Linked DNA regions of Hordeum vulgare: region 2 is linked to region 1. A link is a contact called in public Hi-C data. All regions are on one chromosome and are shown on one strand. Each heading gives the region's core, a stretch centred on a gene start, on an enhancer-like site or on the middle of the called end of the contact. The rest is flanking DNA. Distances are from core to core; before and after follow the strand shown.

Evidence for each region. A called contact is a pair of places that touch in the nucleus more often than the background predicts.
Region 2: a contact with region 1 is called in a Hi-C map of seedling, with 6 times the contacts expected there. The contact joins two enhancer-like sites. A contact is called at or near these places in 2 of 6 Hi-C or Micro-C datasets (leaf and seedling).

What each region holds. Positions count from the first base shown.
Region 1 is chr3H:464,418,354-464,425,327 of MorexV3_pseudomolecules_assembly, reverse strand. No RefSeq gene overlaps it. Among protein-coding and RNA genes, the nearest start is that of LOC123440176, 170 kb to the right of the region's middle. Within about 2 kb of position 4,992, at least 3 of the 3 cell types and tissues checked have open chromatin away from gene starts, as enhancers often do. A contact at or near this core is called in leaf and seedling, where this site is marked.
Region 2 is chr3H:464,904,555-464,910,998 of MorexV3_pseudomolecules_assembly, reverse strand. No RefSeq gene overlaps it. Among protein-coding and RNA genes, the nearest start is that of LOC123440178, 22 kb to the left of the region's middle. Within about 2 kb of position 2,923, at least 3 of the 3 cell types and tissues checked have open chromatin away from gene starts, as enhancers often do. A contact at or near this core is called in leaf and seedling, where this site is marked.

The DNA.
Region 1 (6,974 bases), core at 3,743-6,242:
TGGACGTATCATGTGGCCGGCCCCTCTCCCTCCCTCCTATATATATACCCAAGGGTTTTGGGAGGGCTGCACACATCTTTTCCTCCCTACACGGTGCAGCCCTACCCTTCCCCCTCCTCGCCCTCCGCATAGCTTGGCGAAGCCCTACCGGAGTGCCACGTAGCTCCACCGCCACCACGTCGTCGTGATGTCAGAGCTCTCCCTCAACCTCTCCTTCCTCCTTGCTGGATCAAGGCGTTGGAGACATCATCGGACTGAACGTGTGTTGAGCGCGGAGGTGCCGTGGTTCGTCACATAGATCGGAATCCACCACGGTCTGAATCGCTGCGAGTACGACTCCATCAACCACGTTCTAGAAACGCTTCCGCTTAGCGATCTTCAAAGGTATGAAGATGCTCTACAACCTCTCTCGTTGTTGGTTTCTCCACAAATAGATCCTTGCATGACGTAGGATTTTTTTTGAAATTACTACGATCACCAACAAAAAGTTCATATTAAAATTCGAAACATTGCTTGAGATACAAAAATAAATTTTTTGACATTAATGTGCTAATGGGACAAAACTGAAACCCAATTTGTGTTATGTACTATTTAGTGTCAAGTTTGTCATTTTTATCTCGACCAATGTTTTAAATTTTGATTTACATTTTTTTGACAATATACATTGATGTTGCGTGAATGCACTAAAACAATTCTGAATTTTTTTGAACACTTTTGAATGGACTATTATGAAAAAACACATGATTTCCTCGGTGCACGAGATACATCCCCATCTGAGGAGACTCCTGATCCTTCCATTCCTATGGAATATTATGAGAAACACGTGATGAAAATCCTCAGGAGGATGATGAGGAAACGCTTGTTAGGGGCAAGTGACAATAGACTAAAAAGACCTTTGGTGATGATTTCCTCGTGTACCTCGTGGATGATAATCCCACTTATATTTCAAAAGTTGATGCATCTCCAGATCCTCACTACTGGAAAGATGCATACCGTAGAGAGATGGATTCCATCATGTCTAACGGGACTTGGGAGATTATTGAACGTCCCTATGGTTGCTAACCATTGGGATGTAAGTGGGTGTTCAAAAGAAACTTATGCCCAACGGTACGATTGAAAAGTACAAGGCTAGGCTTGTGGCCAAGGGTTATTCCCAGAAAGAAGAAGAAGATTTCTTGGATACATATTCATGTGTGGCTAGGCTGACCAGCATTCGTGTACTACTTTCGTTGGCGGCCTCACATGGTATTCTCGTCCATCAAATGGATGTCAAGACGGCTTTCCTAAATGTAGAGCTAGACAAGGAAACCTATATGCAACAGCCAGATGGCTTTATGATAGATGATCAGGAAGGAAACGTGTGTAAGTTGTTGAAGTCTTTGTATGGACTGAGAGAAACACCTAAGCAATGGCATGAGAAGTTTAATACAACTCTGACATCTATTGGCTTCGTTGTTACTTGTTAATGAAGGTGACAAATGTGCATACTATCGCCATGGTAGGGGCGAAGGAGTTATCTTGTGCTTGTATGTTGATGGCATACTGATATTTGAAACCAACCTCAAAGTGATTGAGGAGGTTAAGTCATTTCTTGTCTCAGAATTTTGTGATGAAGGACCTTGGGGTGGATGATGTTATCTTGAACATCAAGCTATTGAGATATGATGATGGTGGGAATACACTTCTGCAATCCCATTATGTTGAGAAGATTTGAGTCATTTTGAATATTCGGGCTGCAAAATTTCTCAAATGCCATATGATCCTAGAGTGTTGATTCAAAAGTTAAAAGGCACGACTAAAAATCAATTGAGATACTCTCAAATTATTGGTTCACTTATGTATCTAGCGAGTGCAGTGAGGCGTGACATCGTGTTTGCTATGAGCAAACTGAGTCGGTTGGTTGCTAATCCACGTGATGTACATTGGCAGGGTGTTGAAAGAATTATGCGCTATTTGAAAGGTACTATGAACCATCGACTTCACTAGACCGTATATCCATCGGTACTTTAAGGGTATAGTGATGTGGATTGGATCTCTGATGCTGATGAGATAAAGGCCACTACTAGGTATGTGTTTACCCCTGGAGGTGGTGATGTTTCTTGGAAGTATTGCAATCAAACGATCTTAACGAGATCAACAATGGAAGCAGAATTAACAACATTAGACACATCTGGTGTCGAACCAGAATTTCTTCAAGAACTTTTAATGGACTTGCGAGTGGTTGAGAAGTCGGTTTCGGCTATCCTTATGAACTACGAGAATCAAACAGTTATTGTCAAAGTAAAGAGTTCAAAGGACAACATGAAGTCCAACAAACATAAAAGAATAAGATTGAAAGTTGCGACACATTTAAGAAACTTTGGAGTGATAGTGTTGGATTATATCCAAACGGCTAAGAATATGGCTGATCCCTTTCCCTAAGGGCTGTCACATGTTGTGATAGATAATGCATCAAGGGAGATGGGTATGAGACCCACATGAGTTGCCATGGTGGTAACCCAACCTATGTGATCGGAGATCCCGTGAAGTAGGACCCATGAAAACAAGCGAGTGATGAGCTGATGAGAGTATTTCTACTAACCCACTCCGTTGGAGATGCAATACTCTCGGATATTGTATGATAGGATGACTACTCCCTTAATGTGTTCTAAAGCTTATATGTAAGGAAGATGATGTCCTATAGAGTGGTCTTTGGAGGAACACATCTATATGAGCCTGACTGTTGGTCACAGTCTATAAGATTGGGGGTGATCTCTAGTAATCTCATGAATAGGCCAAGAGTGTGATCAATATGCTCCACCCGAGGGTGAGCCTTCGACAACCTAGTACTAGTAAGACATGTGGTGAAACTTCTTTATGCCAAACAGACAATTCAAGGCATTGTCCGTTGTTCAGTTGTGAAGGAGTGTAGCATGCTCTAGGTGAAGCTCAACCTTAACAAGTCTTCACTGAAATGCTGGTATATCAAAACAGTGACTGGAACAAAGGACATAATGGGGCCTTGAGATCTGATGGGGGATTGTTGAAATATGAGATGGGCCTAGGGCCCATATAATAATTTCGGAAAATCTACAAGGGTCCATGTGGGTTATATGGCAGAGTGATGGAAACTTTAGTCCCACCCCGCTAGTGGAGAAAGAGTTAGACCCCTTATAATGGTTTCTATTCAACATGTTATTGGAGCTTGAGAAGAGAAGGGACCCCCACGCACTACTCCTTCGTCGCCCGCCTCGTCACGACGCGCCGCGGGATTGAACCAAGCCGAGGACATACCTACACGCTTATTTTTGCTCACCAGGAACGGAGAGTCCGTAACGGACGCGCCATGATCTGAGACGTCGAATCGTGGGTTGTTGCCTACTCGGGTGTGGGTCCGTCCCAAGTTTCTCCACCCGGACACGCATATAAATACGTGAGGTCTCAGCCAACCCTAGCCGCCACGAACAAATCACATCTGCTTCACGCGAACTCGTTCCTCTTGCTGCTACTGTCGTCGGCAACTCCACTCCGTTCACCCCTGTACACGGTTGACAGGAGAGCAAGCCTCTAAAACCGCGCTTCTCTAGATCCTATACGCGAGAGGGACGATTAGGTTTTTGGGGAGCGACTACGCGACTCCTCTCACCCCCGTTCATGTGCTTTCTCTATGTTTGCGTCGTCTTCGTCATCACATGTCTTCCCCAACGACGCCATCATCGTCGAGAAACTCTAAGTCGATAAGAAGGCGGCCGGGGATGTTGCAACCGCCACTGTCGCGGCTACGGCAAACTAGCCTATTGAAGGGTATAACATGTTATCCCGTTTTTATTAATTTTTATTTTAACAGTACTAGATATATGCGTAGATGTCTTTATTATATGCGTAGTACATACTAATGAAGTATGTATGTCAGTAATATTGTCAATGTCATGATCATGATTATTTCCTAAATTAGTTTAATCAAAACATATCTATTTATTCAACAATAGGCACAAGTTCCAAGGGAAAAAAACTTAATGCAAAGACGAAGTTTCATGACGAAAGATATCCCTATCGTACAACAGAAAAAGATGTTAGCAATCAAAATGAAATCAGATAATAGAAAAGGCAGTGCACTTTGAACAAAATAATCGAAATCATATCTGCTAAGGAAAAAAATCATAACTATTGTATCAAAATGTTTTCACAAACCAATATTTAACAATAGAAGGAAGCAAGTGTCGAAGAAGAGAATGATACATATACGAGGCAAGAGAACATAACATGTTAGAAAGAGCAATCCATCAAACAAACAACACATAGGGGAGCGCGAAGGAATGAATGAAGATCAAGTAAACGGGAAAAAATGAACAGAAGAGAAAGGAAGATAAAAGAAGATGAGAAAACAAAGCTGAAATAACATAAAGAAAGAAGAAGATTAAGAGTGGTCGGAACTCGTGAAACAGGGTTTGTAACAAAACGGGGATGTAGGATCCGGACATATAGACAGACGAATTTATACCAAAATAAACATCTATACTGTTTTAAGGGTTAACAATTTCCATCCATTTTCCAGCCATTTTCTGCCCAAATAAAGGTACGGAGCAGGCACAGACGGACGGCAGCAGACGTTTCCGCAGTGCGTGCCTCGCGAATTTTCGCGTGAATGGTGTGACCATCAACCCCAATCAACAATATTGCCCCCAAACAAGCGATGCACGTCAACAGAGGAAGGGTGCGACGTCGCCATCGAAACCCAACCGTGCGGGCGAGACGTGCGGGTCACCGCAACCCCACGCAGATGCAGCCACCCACCGCCCACATGCCCGGATTTGACTGCTGCCATGCCGAGCACCGGATCCCCCGCCGTGCCGCGCGCGCCTTCGCCACGCCCGACGTGCGCTACGCCGCACCGCGCGCACGTACGCCGCTGTTGCGCTTGTGCCGCCACTGCCGCTTGACCGACGTGAGAGCGGTTCACGTGCAGCAGGGGTGGCGGTCACCATCAGAGATACTACTAGCTCGACGGGATTTCGGGGGGCGCTAGTGGCCAACGGGGTTTAATGCTACGCCCGTGCGCGCCCCCGTTCCGTCCCAGTGGGGCTGCCCCTGTGATAATATCGGTGAAACCGGGATCCCGGCGGCATGCATGCATGCATGCAGTGCTGCCGGTATCTTGTGCAGCTGACTTCTCACGGGATATTAGTGGTTCTCAACTTTTGCTCAGCATCTGTTTGGTTTTACGGGCAACTAGTACGGAAGATCGTAGGTTTCTCGAGCGGCGGGGTCACGTCTCGTGTTACTAGAGTTGATGCTACGGGAAGTGGACGACGTACACGCAGCAGCAGCGGCATCATAAAATTCTCGGATTCAGGTGGTGCTCTGCCTAGCTGACATGATGAGCGACGGAGTGTGGGGTCGCCTCTGTCCAACCTTCATCCATCAGATGCGACTACACAACGAGCCTAGTACTACTACTACTCCCGAACGTAGCAAAAGGCCATTTCGCTTCACAATCGTGTCACCTCCTCTCTTTTTCTTCTTCTTCAAAACAGCAACTTGTATTCCCCTCAGTTAACATGCAATCGATAAATATGTCCCTTGAATCTAAGTCCACTGAACAATTAAACAATTCCCTTTGAGAACATCTAGATCAAATTGCCCATGTCTAGTCAAGAGCTCGGCGCCGTACGCCCAATTTTCCATCGCGGGTACGTCCAATCTTCTTTGCTACTAATACAAAATAAACAAGTGATGCGAAGATAGGCGAATTCAAGATAGGCCAGTGCTCCATAGACTATGCATGCACGTACTACTAGAGTTCTAAAAGGAAGTCCGGCCCACTAATATGATTGATGTGCATGATTAACTGGCGGCCCTAAAGAAATTATAAAGTAATGCAGCTTCTTTGCTAATTATTAGTATATCCGTATGGAACCGTTCTTGAATTGTAGTAATCGTGTCACCTGCCCTTGCTTTTCTTCTCTTTCCCGGGGAGGACCCTTGCTTCTTTTGTGAGTGGGAGTGGAAAGAGGTGTTCTTGAATTCGGTCACAAGAGACAAACACGCATGGGCTAAGTGTGGGGGGCAATAGATTACACGCAAGATGACAATAGCAAATATTTAAGCACCACAATGGTTCTTTTCCTTTCACCTTTAGGGCATTTGAAACTTTTCACCATCACAGGCCATAATTAGGTCCTACTATTATATCCCACACTATGCTAGTACAGTATCTCATGTTTCTCCGGAAATAAATGGTGGTTGCATCAAAGGTAATCATGCCATGCGGATTCATTCACTTAGTGGTTAATCATTCAGGTGTTATTGTTTTCCTTGGGGTTGTCGATTCATTGGTCCTTGACAGTTTGTATTGCTGCCAAATATCCGCGTTTAGCCTGGTTAATTCCCCGACAACAAACTGAAAGCCAGAAAGTTTCGGAATCCCTAAAGTCCCGATGAAGGATTGCCCTAGATCGTGTGGCCATGCGACCACGCGCGAGTGCACAACTGATGTGTGTGTGTGCAGAGAAACAGAGGAGATTCATGCATGCGTCCCTCTGGACATCGCCGTCACGTATGGTTGGGACGGAGCAATCCACGTCGCCGTCGAGAGGGCGCACGCGGCCCCGGCGGAAAGCGCCGCTGCCGCCGTGTCCCGGCGCAGCGGTCGCCGTCGACCGCGGACAGCGGCGCGGCCGGCGCCATCAGACCACTGCTCACGGCGACCCGGCGCACGGCGCGCGAGCGGCCTGTGTCGTCCAGCCGTGCGCGCGCGGCTGTGACCGCCAGGAGTTGGTGTCGTCCGGGAATTGAAGACGCCGCGCGTGCACGCACGCCCGTCCGTGGTTAGTGGCAGTCCCTCTCGAGCCGGTACGAGGCCGCAAGGAAACAGGGCGTGCAGCTGCGTGATGGGTGTCCTACCTTGATGGACAACTTAATTGATGTACAGGACAATGCAGGCTGCAGGTGACGAGCTTGATGAACTCCAATACCGCCACCTGCATCATCTCGTT
Region 2 (6,444 bases), core at 1,674-4,173, 490 kb before region 1:
GAAGCTTCTGTATCCAAAGGCTAATCTAAAGATGTATTGTTAAAACTTCAGAAGTCATTGCATGTCTTGAAGAAGTCAGGAAGAATGTAGTACAACTGACTCAGTGAATTCCTTATTCTAAAGGGTTAGTGAAATATTGACAATTGCCCATGTGTGTTCACAAAAAAAATCACAAATGGATTTTGCATTCTTTTTGTGTATGTGGATGATTTAAAATTATTGGGACTACACAGTAAATACATGAGGTAAGTAATCATCTTAACATGGAGTTTGAGATGAAAGGTGTAGGTAAGACTATATATTTGTCTTACAACTTGAAACTCTTCCTTCGAGAATACTTGTTCATCAATATGCTTATATTGAAAAGATTCTTGAAAAAATAGTATGGATAAAGCATATCAATCGAGAACACCAATGATTGTTAGATCTCCTACAAAGATAAACTCCCATTTGTACTTAAGGGTGAGGAAGAAGAGGTATTAGGACCTTAGTTTCCTTACCTCGGTTTCATTGGAGCACTAATGTATCTAGAAAACTATAGTAGGCTTGATATATCATTTGTAGTAAATTTATTTGCTAGTTCAGTGCATCACCAACAAAGAGACATTCAATGAGGAATATTTTCAAATATCTTTAAAGCACCAAAGGTCTTGGTTTGTTCTATGAGAAAAATCAAGATAATACCATGCATGGTGGGATATTATGATGTTAGAAACCTATCTGATTCCCATAATGCTAGATCACATACTAGTTTTGTTTTCTTGAGTGGAGGCATGTACTTCTCTTGGAAATCGACCAAACAAACTCTTGTGTCTAAGTCCACGAATCATCCTGAATTATGTTTGAAGCGTCATGCGATTGTGTATGGTTTCGCACAATGATAAACTTTACTAAAAGTTCAAGTGGGATTGGTTTCTTCGAATCACCCACCTTTATCTACGAAGATGATGTTACATGTATTATACGGATGCAAATCTGATATATATATAGACTAATATTACAATGCATATTCCTCCTAATTATTTTATCCCCATGAGTTAAGTTAAACCGTTGAGATGAATATTTTGCAAATGAAGTCATGTGATAATCTTGCTGATTTGTTTATAAAATCATTACCAAGTTCTTTATTTGAGACGTATATCAATGGAATTGGTATGAAACAACTTCGAGACTTGCAAAGTTAAGGCGAAGTGCATCCCCGAGTGATAATTTGTTTGTGTTCCTCTAATCTTTGATATTGCAATCTTTTCCATTATGATTTTTTCCCGAATGGTTTCTCGTGGAAGGTTTTTTATGATGCAATAGTAATGCAAGCATTAGGATATGGTATTTTTTCCTTATCTTCCCACTATGTTTTTGAAAAGATTTTTTGTGGCACGTTGCATACATCTGAGCATATTTTTCGTACATGGTTTTTGGAGGAGGCTTCTCAAGATGACAATGTTGTATAGAATAATTGAAGCGGATATTAGGGAGGTGGAGTTTTAGGACTTAATTAATTAATTTAATTAAAGGAAATCCCTGCTTTTTCAGACCGATGTGCATGTACTGTTTCCTCACCAAAGAGACGCCCCAGTTCCCTGTCTCTTCATATTAACCGACATGTCCTTTAATCACGTCATTTGTAACCATAGCATGTGTGTAATGCGTCACTTCACAGGATATCATCATTATCTATAAACAGTGTTTATGAGAAGAAAATAGCTCCCGAATCACGGGCGACGTGTCTTATTACTCACAAAAAGCGTTATATACCAGTGCCCAAATAAATGTATGGGACATATACCTAATTGATATGCAACGCCGGACGCGACACATATCCTGCGATAGCCCCCGTAAGTGGACGTGGGTGATGCCCACGTAAGCATATAGACGAATGATTTTCCATCGGTTTTGGTAATTTCCATGCTTTGTGTAGCTTCCAGATGGTGATAGTTATTTTTTTTACATTTTCTTCGTTTCCTTGTTTCTTTATGGTCGTTTCTTATTTTACTTTTTCTCTTTTTGATTTTATTTTATTTCCTATTTCGTCTTTTCTGTTTTAATTGCAATTTTTTGAACATCTATTTGAATTCATTAACATTGTTCGAATTCGCAAACATTTATTTTCTGTGTTTCTTAGCCCGGTTCTTTGGTTTTTTCTAATTTTCTATTCTTCTCTTTCATATATTTTTCCAAAAAAAATGTTGAACGTGCATTTTAAAAAAAGCTCAGAGTGTATTAGAAAAAAGTTCACTATATGTTAAAATACTATTCACCATAAATTGAAGAAACATTCACCGTATATAAATAATGATCATTGTATACTTAAATTGTATTCAGTGCGTATATGGAAAAAATGTTCACCGTATATTAAATATGATCACCCTATATTAAAATACTGTTCAATGTGTGTTTGAAACAACTTCACCGTATATTAGAAAATATTTTGTGTGCATTTTGAAAATTGTTCACGACATATTAGATTTTTTTTTCATAGTACCAAAAACTATAAAAGAGGAAAAAGTAAAAAAAGGCAAATGAAAACTAGAAGAGAAACTATACCTGATTGAGACAAAGAAAAACAAATGAAAGGGGAAAATAAAATCACAAATCGTACTACGTACAGTAGGCTACATTTCCGTGCTTAGTCTACTTTTTTTTGCTAGAGATCCGATGTGCTACTAGGCTAGCCCACCCCACGCGCTGGGACGTTCGCCTAGTGAAGCACGCGACGCGAGCGTCCTGGTCGCAGGAAGCGGTACATAGCACATTAGCACCTCCCTCAACTCACACATGCACGTCGTTGTTGTGTCCGGAGATAGCGGGAGCTATCGATAAGATCAGGCGATAAGATCAGATGCGGTCCAAGACGGTCCCTGGCAAGCCGTAACGGGGCAGACGGCTCAGCGGACACACGGATACGCGACGAGTGAAGCAGCCCACGGTATCCAACCTCGCCATCACAGCATTCAAAGTGCAACGGGGGAGGCCCACGGTTGCATCCCGTTACTTGCACACGAACGTAACTGTCCGTCCCGTTCACTATCAAAGTCCCACGTGCGGTAGTCCCACAAGCTCCTCCTAGCAGCATCGGCCTTAGAGCTTCTACACCCGGACACTACACACTACACACCCGGACACTACACACTACAGTGCAATATGATCTCTTGCAAACAACCTTGTGGTTGGATGGTTAGAGGGACAGTGATATCCCCAGCCCATCAGGGTTCGAATCCTCCTGCTTGCATCAGGATTTTCGGCGATACGCTTTCAGTGGAAGCAGACGTTCCCGTCGACGACGAGGCGCCTACGGTGACTTTGTAAATCTCAAGATGATATGCCACGACGAGACGCCTACGGTGACTTCGTAAATCTCAAGATGATATGCCGGCTTAGTCTCTCGGAGGTGCTCATAGGGGTAGGGTGCGTGTGCGTTCATAGGGATGAATGTATGCGTGTGTATATGAGTACTTGCGTTTGTACTATGTTAAAAAATGATTTCCTAAACGCCCGCACACGCGTCCGGTCAATGACGGACGTATTCTTTATTTTCCGTCCGCGTAGCCACATTCCTCTTTTTTTCTGATATGTCCGATCACTTGCACGTGATTGATGAAAAGAAAAACGAAAGAAAGAAAAGAGTGAATAAAGAAAAGAAAAAGATGATCCGAAATGCGACTGCGTCCTGCGTGGTGGATTGATCGGGTGCATCGGCGAGTCCTCATATCCTCCTTCTCGGGAATATAACCCCAGGATTTAGCCAGTTTTATGGGGCTGGGTCAAGCCGCATGGACGACATGAGAAGATGGGCCAGATGACTTAGTCGACAAGCCACTAAGCGGCACATCACCAGAAGGCGGCGGCTCAAAGACGTAGAGGGCAAGAGACGCGAGAAGTTTTTCTCACATGGAAAGAAAGATAAGGTAGATTTGTAGTAGGACGCAGGTGTTATTTGACCCAAACTTTGTTGTAAACTTGGGGCTTCTACCTATATATAAAGGAGAAACCACAAGTCAGAAAGATCAAGTAAGAAAGCCCTAGAGCTAGGTTAGCGATTCTGCATCCTTGTAATCGATATTCCCATCAATACAACACAAAGCAGGACGTAGGCTTTTACATTCATTGGAGGGGCCGAACCTGGGTAAATCCGCCTCTCGTCCCCAATCAACCCCTTCGAGTCGCCACACCGCGACGATGGCCTCACCACTAAGTTCATTCACGAGGACATCTGCCGTGACAAAATCACGACAATTGGGAGTCCACCTGGGTAAATCCGCCTCTCGTCCCCATGGGGCTGTCACAAAGTGGAGTTGAGTTCTCGGAGGGAGCTCTTCCGGGATTTGGGAGTCGCGTGTTGGCTATGATGATCAAGAGTCGCCGCAACGATCGCTACATCGACAATGCAGGTTGGGGCATTAAGGTCGGCTTAGCAGAAACTAATCCACAGATCCCCTTTGATCAGATCTACGCAACGGTGCTCGGGTCGGACATCCACACCACCATCAACGATCCAACTTGGTGCGATCGATTTCAAGCTGGTCGTCATCACGTCTTCATCGGATTCACCCACGGGCTCAGCCTTGCGGATGAACCGGCGAGCAGTGAGAGCATCCTCGACAACTACAATCAAACTGACGAGTCTTTCATAGGAGACACTGGATCCATCTTTCCCCTCGGTCATGAACTTGGAGGAGCTCCGGAGGAAGAAGTTGTCGGGGAGCCAGACGATCCGCCTCGACAAGTCATTATTTACATGGCTGGAGGCGCGCCTGCACTAGGTCCATCCGCGGTAGGAGCCCTCAATGGGGCTGGCGGATCGAGCAAAACGCCGGCTCAAGCCATGAGCGACCTGGTGACCGAGATGACTAAACTCTTGGAGGATACAATCACCGAGGAGAACCGGGAAGAGCGTAATGCGGAACTAGCAAGACATCGCACAAAGATGGTCAAGATCCAGAAAGAGATCGACGCTGAAAATGTTTGGATGGTAGATACGGAGAGTCGAATCTATGACGAGTCAGAACGTTTACGAGCAGAGGCGTGGCGGCTTGGACTTTGACAAGAGGCCAACGAGGCAGTTCACCTAAGGAGGCATCAATCTCAGTTACCACCATACGTAAAACCGACGCACCTATTGCTAGTCCCCGCACCCCGGGTGCTGCACACAACCCACCACCTGGTCACGGACAACCAGCACTGCCACGAGCGGCTCAGGCTCAGCCGGCTGAGGCGTCACCACAACGGTTTCACACACCACAGGGTCGTTTTTCTAATCCTATTGACAATATGTTGGTTGCAACACGTAACCTCGAGGCGCTCCCTATACACGGAAACACCCCGGTGGAAATTGAAGCTCAGAACGCCATTGAGATGTTGAAGACAGCAGTGGCCTAACATGTTGGAAATATGCCCTAGAGGTAATAATAAAATGGTTATTATCATATTTCCTTGTTCATGATAATCGTCTATTGTTCATGCTATAATTGTATTAACAGGAAACATTAATACATGTCTGAATAAATAGATCACAATGTGTCCCTAGCAAGCCTCTAGTTGGCTAGCTCGTTAGTCAATAGATGATCATGGTTTCCTGGTCATGGGCATTAGATGTCATTGATACCGGGATCACATCATTGGGAGAATGATGTGATGGACAAAACCCAATCCTAAGCATAGCACTAGATCGTATTGTTCGTATGCTAAAGCTTTTCTAATGTCAAGTGTCTTTTCCTTCAACTATGAGATTGTGCAACTCCCGGATACCGTGGGAGTGCTTTGGGTGTATAAAACGTCACAACGTAACTGGGTGACTATAAAGGTGCACTACGGGTACCTCTGAAAGTGTATGTTGGGTTGGTATGAATCGAGATCGGGATTTGTCACTCCGCGTGACGGAGAGGTATCTCTGGGCCCACTCGGTAGAACATCATCATGAGCTCAATGTGACTAAGGAGTTAGTCACACGATGACGTGCTACGGAACGAGTAAAGAGACTTACCGGTAATGAGATTGAACAAGGTATAGGTATACCGACGATCGAATCTCGGGCAAGTTCTATACCGACAGACAAAGGGAATTGTATATGGGATTGATTGAATCCTTGACATCGTGGTTCATCCAATGAGATCATGATGGAGCAAGTGCGAGCCACCATGGGTATCCAGACCCCGCTGATGGTTATTGGCCGGAGAGGTGTCTCGGTCATGTCTGCCTGTCTCCCGAACCCGTAGGGTCTACACACTTAAGGTTCGATGACGCTAGGGTTATAGGGAATTGTTATACGAGGTTATCGAAAGTTGCTCGGAGTCCCGGATGAGATCCCGGATGTCACGAGGAGCTCCGGAATGGTCCGGAGGTAAAGATTGATATATAGGACGGATGGTTTTGGACACCGGAAGTGTTTCAGGCTTCGCCGGTAACGTACCGGGACCACCAGGAAGTGGCCCTGTGGGTCCACCGGAA